Linked DNA regions of Zea mays: region 2 is linked to region 1. The links are chromatin contacts, called in public Hi-C maps. All regions are on one chromosome and are shown on one strand. Each heading gives the region's core, a stretch centred on a gene start, on an enhancer-like site or on the middle of the called end of the contact. The rest is flanking DNA. Distances are from core to core; before and after follow the strand shown. Region 1 holds the start of LOC103634728 (DNAJ heat shock N-terminal domain-containing protein). Region 2 holds the start of LOC100279768 (Protein EXECUTER 2 chloroplastic).

Evidence for each region. Hi-C and Micro-C count contacts between places; a contact is called where the count stands out from the background.
Region 2: a contact with region 1 is called in a Hi-C map of leaf, with 4 times the contacts expected there. The contact joins the promoter of LOC100279768 here to the promoter of LOC103634728 in region 1. A contact is called at or near these places in 5 of 25 Hi-C or Micro-C datasets (bundle sheath, ear, leaf and 1 more).

Annotation. Positions count from the first base shown.
Region 1 is chr8:8,184,416-8,188,255 of Zm-B73-REFERENCE-NAM-5.0, forward strand. LOC103634728 (DNAJ heat shock N-terminal domain-containing protein) reads right to left here and starts at 1,712. Exons shown (of 3, transcript XM_008657312.3): 1 at 1,419-1,712.
Region 2 is chr8:8,387,461-8,391,300 of Zm-B73-REFERENCE-NAM-5.0, forward strand. LOC100279768 (Protein EXECUTER 2 chloroplastic) reads left to right here and starts at 2,229. Exons shown (of 11, transcript NM_001152726.1): 1 at 2,229-2,527; 2 at 2,601-2,717; 3 at 2,855-2,920; 4 at 3,238-3,344; 5 at 3,446-3,527; 6 at 3,623-3,840. The coding sequence starts at 2,279.

The DNA of each region.
Region 1 (3,840 bases), core at 462-2,961:
CTATCAGGGTAGTGAAACGTCGGAACGTTTTAGAATTCGTCGTAAAATGTCGTTCTATGACGTTTAAACGTAACGTTTTAGCATTTAAACGCTATTTCTAGTGAAACGTCACGTTTCGAGCGTTTTATCCCTACCCTGTGACATTTGGCCCGGCCCAGTCTTAGAAATTGAGCCCAACAACCCATCTCACTCTCTCGCCACTCCCAACAGCCTACTCAGTTTCCCTTTCCCAGCCGTCGCAGCGCCTCCAGAGCCCAGCTGCGCGGCGCCGCCAGTACACAAGGCCTGCTGCCGTCGCCTGGTGCCCAGCCGCGCCGTCAGCTCAGCTTCGCCCTCACGCCAGGCCCGCGCCGCCGGCTCACGAAGCTCCGTCCTCATGTCCGTCACGCGCCTGCATCGATCCGCGCCGACGGCCGACCGACGTCGCCTGCTCGTATTACAATTATTTTTGCCCCTTTTGGCCAAAGATATGTAGCTCTTATTAGAATCAGTTTTTAATTTATACAACTAAGTCTACGGTGCCAAGAGAGGAGGGATGTTAAAAACACAGAGTAGCTTTCGCTCATTTGATATATATGGAGAGGACTTTGCCCCTGTTTATTTCAGCTTTTTGCAGCTTCTAGCCACCAAAAGCTGCTGCGGACTACCAAACGCTCAGCTTTTCAGCCAGCTTCTATAAAATTCGTTTGGGTAAAAACCATTCAAAATCAACATAAACACATAATCGATTGAGTCGTTTTAATAGTAGGAATCCGTTACTTTCTAGATCCTGAGCCCTATGGGCATCTTTATCTTCCTTCGCATGTAATCTTAATGATACTCAGATTCTCTACACAGTCAGATTCTCCCCACAGCCAGATTCTCAGAAAAGCTGGTCAGAAAAAAGATGAACCAAACGGACCCTTTAGATCTTGACTAATGATTAGAAAGACTTCTTTCTGTCTGCATCAAAGGGGAAACCCTTAGTTATCAAATATACATGGACATTCTTGCAATCAGCCACTAACAGTCAAACACTTATAAATATTCAGCTACGAGTGCGGAATGCACACAATAACATCTGTGGCCCCAGTAGCACAGGCACCCTCCATCTGGAAAGAGATGCATGTCTCCAGAAGGAGACCAGCACATATCTCAAAGCTTTGCTGATTGATTCCTGAAGGGTCTTAGAGAAACCTAACCAAACCAGAAACGGACTCGTGGCTACTAATTGGCAGCACCATGGAGCAAAATGAAATCTAGGTTTGGAAGCACCACCTGTCTCATGCTCCAAACACCTTCAACAACCAAAAGACCAGACATTGGTGACCAAACCCGCCCAAAAACACGTGCAAACAAAATTACTCGCTATCATAGCCAAATAGCTTTAGGTTAGGGTTTGATGCTCGGCTTCGCACAGCAGGAAGGGATGAGAATACCTAGTGGCTGCTCGTCACCGGCGAAAAGGCCGGCGAAGAGGCCAACGAAGGCCCAACTGCCGTAGGGCGGCACCGGCGCCGGCGGCCCACCAGTCGTCGGAGAGCGAGGGGGGCGAAGCACCAGGCGGCGGAGAGCAAAAGGGGGTGCAAGAGCCGAGCCGACAGAAACGCACGTGGGTGAACCGTGAACGGAAGGGGATGAGGCGGGCGGGCTGGCGGGCGGCCGACCCAGTCAGGTTTTCCGGCCCGATGAAATCGTCTTCTGGGCCGTTTTTTTCACACGTTTCTTTTGCGATTTCTTTTTTTCCTTTTCTTCTTTTTCTTTTGTACTAGAAACGCGTGCATACGCACGTATGCTGCTCGGGAAGAAAATACCATATTAGTACTAGCGGTAGATTAGAATTTATGTCATCTGAGAAAAGAAAAGTGTCACATGACTGACTGGACAAAAGACATATAAGAATTTAAATGATTTTGTAGCACTAGAAACCAGTTCTACGTTCAAAAGTAGTGGTACTGTCCAAAATAGCGCCTAGTCTAGATTATATTTAAATAAAGAGTAATTATTATCTAGAATGCATTAGAGTTAATTGTTAGTTGGCTAAAAATCGCTAGTAAAATTAGCTAAAAATGTCTTAGAATTTAAGAATAAGTATATTTTATAGGAATTAGGGCACCAACAAAATATTCTGCTCCAACAATAAAATCTCAAATCTAGAGTATATGACAGACCACTACGGTGTAGTATATTTAAGACATTTGAGAAGGTGCCCCATAATTTTTTGATTAAATTTTATAAAATGAGTCACCGTTGGAGTAGTTTTTTCTGCATAGAGCCCTATATTTCAATTTGAGGCACCAGTTTGAGGTGTTATTGAAGATGCTCAAACAAATAGCTAGCTAACTATTAGCTAATTTACTAAAAAATAGTTAATAGTTGAACTATTAGATCAGCTCTAAGAGGCTCTTTATATCCTTCCTAATCTATATAAATAGAGATTTTTGTACAAAAATACCTTCCAACAACTTATTTAAATGGCTATCCAAATATAGTCATCTTCTATTCCGGGTTTCTCGCTAGTCAAATATAGAAAACATGAATAACTCTCTAGAGTACAAATAAGATACAGAAAGGTTGTTGGAGATTGAAATGACTCTCCAAATGATAATGTCAGGTACCCAGGAACCGGGTACCCGAAGTAGGCCTAAGGCCTCTTAATGGGCCACTTGTCGATCGGGTAGGCAGAGCGACCGACCAAGCCTCAACCGAGCAACTCTGCGAGGCGGAGCGCCCAACTAGGCCTTTGTTGAGCAACCCTGCGAGGCGGAGCGCCCAACCAGGTCTCTGCCAAGCAAATCTACGAGACGGAGTGCCCGACCAGGTCATTGCCGAACAAACCTATGAGGCGGAGCACCCGACCAGATCTCTGCTGAGAAACCATGCGAGGCGGAGCGAACGACCAAGCCTCTACCGAGCAATCCTACGAGATGGAGCGGTCGACCAAGTCCTAATCGAGCAACTCAGCAAGGCAGAAGGGTCGGTCCAATACTACTAACCCACATCAGCACGACAAGACATGTCACCACCTAACCACGTCCGGGCCACGAGTGCGGCATACCGAGGGGTGCTGAAAAGTCCCTATCAGACACGGCGATATGCCCCCGCGTACAGTCTTAGGCGTACCCTCGCTGACTTCTAGGGCCAGGTAGCCCCAACCATGAGGACCTTCAGTGACCCACATACCGGAAATGACGGGGCGATACACCGTACCGGGTGTATGCCTACGCATATAGGGAGGTGGCGCAAGGCTCATGATGGAACACGAAGCTACACCACGCACAACACCAAAAAACACTGCAAGTCTACCCTGTGGGACCCGCCAAGTGCCACTACATCAGCATCGAACTCGCTACAGGGACCCGTATACCGGATGGATGAAGTAGTATACCATGTCGGGAGTACGGCTACACATGACTCCATGGACGACGTCAGTAGGACTATGCCACCCAAGGCAGCAAGCCATGCTCTCGGCAGTAGAATACAAGTCCACATTGTAAAGTCACACCCTTGAGCTATAAAAGGGCAGGACCCCCTCCTTCTTTACACATGCACCAGTTGTAACACGTCCTCAAGCAATACTATGATCAGCACTACACTGGACTAGGGTGCAAGCCTGCACCAGTATAGCTCCCTTTCTCAAACCCCCTACTCGAATCCATGCGATTCACCATTCGGAGTGAGTTTGCAGTAGCATCCCCCACCGAACAAAAATTCTATTGTCCTCTGGTTTCCAAAACCACGATAAATAGTTTGTTTGGATGTATTCAGCTAATTTTAGCAACTAACTATTAGCTCCAGTGCATATAAATGTCACACCCGGTTTTTAGAAGGCAAACCGAATGCGAACCATGTACGTGCCAG
Region 2 (3,840 bases), core at 979-3,478, 200 kb after region 1:
AGGCAAGAATTGCCTTCTTGAAATGCTCTCAACGTCTCCTAGCTGCCTTGGGGCTATAAAAAGGGACCCCTAGGCGCATGGAGGAGAATACCAAGCAACCTTTGAGCATTGTTGATCATTCACACTTCATTCTTGCACACTTGTTCGACATTCTTAGTGATTTGAGCTCCGTTCTAGTGAGAACCTTGTGATACTCTTTTGAGCTCAAGTCTTGGTCTTGTGTGTGCGTATTTGCTGTGGATTTGAGTGTGTTGCTTCTCTCCCTTACTCTAGTGCTTCATTGTGATTCTTATTATAAGGGCGAGAGACTCCAAGTTGTGGAGATTCCTCGCAAACGGGAAAAAGTAAAGTAAAGAAGAACACCGTGGTATTCAAGTTGATCATTGGATCACTTGAGAGGAGTTGAGTGCAACTCTCGTCCGTTGGGACGCCACAACGTGGAGTAGGCAAGTTTTGTACTTGGCCGAACCACGAGATAAATCCTCGTGTCTCTTGTGCTTGTCCTTATTGTGTCTATTGTGCTTCACAAGAGCTCTCCTTTCTACTCACTTGATTTCATTGTTCTAACTCTTAATCAAGTTTGTGGTGTTAAGTTTTAAGTTTTACAGGATCACCTATTCACCCCCCCCCTCTAGGTGCTCTCAATAGACCATGAGGCAACCATGTAATTTTTATTGGAGAGTATCTCACAACATTTAGATCAAACAATCAGTGCCATCTTTTGCATATATAGATCGAACAATTGTGTTAGTTTGTTCAATCAAACTGCTAACTAATATGAATCTACATGTGAGGTTCTCAACTACATAGTTTTGTGGACCGGGGACATGCTCAGTTGGGCGAACCATCGTGCTAACGTTGATGTCGATAGAATTCACCATAGCTCAGTTGACAGAAGAGACAAAGTACAATCCCAGTCGAGCACGCGAGTCAACTCATTAGAGAACATTTTGCTGCCAGTGAGTCCATTTTGAGGAACGACTGGTACACTAAGGCTACTGGCACCTCCGGTACGACGCTGCTGGTAAAACTTATTTCACCCTCCTATAGGAAAGGGAAGAGACAACATTCTTTCGCATAAGCAGACATAGAGCCAACATTCTTTCGCATTAAGTTCTGAACTGATGGCTATGAACTATTCTAAAAATTAACTTTTTCTAATTTGCATACGGATATATATTTCATTAAGATGTGAAAACAATTTGCAAGTATGTGGGATATGTTGCTTTACTAAACGACTTGACCAATCTATATTTTTTGGTCCAAAACGACTAAAAATTAGTTGTCATAGTTATATCTGATATTAAATGCAAAGAAAAGTATACAGATCATCGAGGTAGCAAATTCACGTAAAAAGTATCATGGTTGGCCTGAGGATAACCTGGTTTTATTTCCCCCTATTTTTCATAAAAGTCTCTATATTATATTTGAGTATAGAGTTTAAAATAAAAAAATGTGTGGTCTGGTGGCTAGGTGGATGTGAACGTGAGTTTAAAGCAAATAACCATGGTTCAAATCCGATTTACATATATTTTATCTTATTTTTACCGTTTAGTTCCTTGAAACTGTCCAAACACATGTGCTGATTAGCGCATTTATTTGTAACATATAATTCCTACCAGGTATCAAACACATGCGCAACAGGCTTTGCATTCACGCTTGTGCACATGCAGGTTTTGCATGTAGTGGTGACATTTGCATGCACGGTTGCATGCGCAGCTTTAGTTGTATTCGTTGCATGCGCGGGGGCTTGCATGTACGCAGAGGACGGAGCTTGCATGTATGCAGATGCTTGCATGTACCCAGAGGGTGAGGTGGGGGCATGAATCTGGTCTACATTAGTCTTTTAATAGATAGTATAGATTGGGGAAGAATATTTCCCATTTGCATTTTGGTGGGAAGAAACTTCTTCGTCTCCATCACCTAAGGCCTTGTTCGGTTATTCCTAATACATATGGATTGATTGAGATGAGAAAAAATTAAGAATAAGTTTGATTTGTTTGGGATTTAAACCCCTCCAATCCTACTCAATGCACATGAATTGAGAGCTAACCGAACAAGTCCTAATAAAAAAATTTACCACGAGAAATAAGGGATCACGTCTCCATCGCCACACCTAGGACCCACCCCGCCCCTCGCTCGCTCGCCACTTCCCAATCAAACCGAGGCCGTCATCCTTATCTGAATCGCGTGCTTTCCAGCCCTCTGCCCGCTGTGCCCCACCCCCACGCCCGGCGACCCGCAGGCCGCACCCACCCACCCACCCGCACCCAGCGCCATGTCCACCGCGGCCACCGCGTGCGCCACGCGGGCGGCGGCGCGTCCGCCCCTCAACACGGCTCCGGCACGCCGCGCGCCGCCTTCTGCCGTGCGCCCGCCATCGGCCACCCCCGCCCGCCGCGCCGCCGGCTGTTGCTTCTGCGCCGCCGCCTCCTCGGCGTCGTCGCCCTCCACCTGGGATTGGACCCGATGGAGCCGCCACTTCGACGAGGTCGACCAGGCGGAGAGCTACGCATCCCTCCTCCAGGTAATCGCCATTTCATCATGTTATAACTTCTAATCGAACCAATCTGATGATCGCTCCTTTTCCGACCGCGCAGTTCCAGCTAGAGGAGGCGGTGGAGAACGAGGATTTCGCGGAGGCCGCCAAACTCAAGAGGGACATCATAGAGGCCACCGGAAACGACGCTGTAGCCCACGTCATGGCCGAGCTCAAGGTCTGCAACTGCTTTGTGCTGCCTCACATTCTGTTTCGTTATCCATTTTTAGTTGAGATGTATATTTTCCCCCACCATTGTAGATTACGATTTTCTAACTACATCTGCTCTGTCTGGGTGCTCTTGCATTCTCGCAGAATGCTATAGAGGAACAGCGGTACCAGGACGCGTCAAGGTTGACAAGGCTTGCTGGGACCAGCTTGGTAATTATCAACTCTTCATTGATTATTTTTCTCCGTTTCTTTTGATTGCAGAATTATTTGCCTTCTCAAGTCACTTGTTGCGCATGCATCTTAACCAAACTATCTTTGGCAAATCACTAAACTTGTGCTAACATGGTAATGAACCTAGTAAAAAAGCATGCCCATGATAGTTCCCCTTGACCTTTTGTATTTGTAAAGACAACTATCACTAGCCATAGTCAACAGCTCAAAACCATACATTTTCATATGGAAAAACTCTTTTGATGGGATCCCATTAGAACTGCCGTTGGGATGAATTCTAACCATTTCCATTTCAGGTAGGTTGGTGGGTGGGATATGCTAAGGACACTGATGATTCCATCGGGAGAATTGTACGAATAAGCCCTGGTGTCGGGAGATATGTGGCGAAGAGCTACAACCCAAGGTGTGCCTATCTAAGTTTATAACTTGATCTTAAAAATTAACATCAGACAAGCATCTATATATTGTACACTTCCAACTTACAAAATACTTGTTTTTGTTTAGGCAATTGGTCACTGCATCTTCAGGAACTCCATTATTTGAAATTTTCCTTGTCAAAGAAGATGATGAGACATATACAATGAAGGTGCACTGATCAAATTGCTTTCATATTTATTATAATCCTTACACAACCTCTGTTGTGCACAGATTTGATATTTGTATTTATGAAAAATTAGACAGGTGGTACACATGCGACCAACAAAAGGAACTTCAGGTGCACCATCCATATCATCAACAATAACAGAAAGCCCAGCAAAGGTAGAGAATGAAAATTCATCAGAAAGTAGTGCTATATCTGACAGTGTTACAGAGGAGGCAAATACAGATACTACGGTAAGAGGAAATGAGGATGCTGAAGAGAAAGCACAAGATGTTGGTAGCAGCAAGGATAGTAGTGT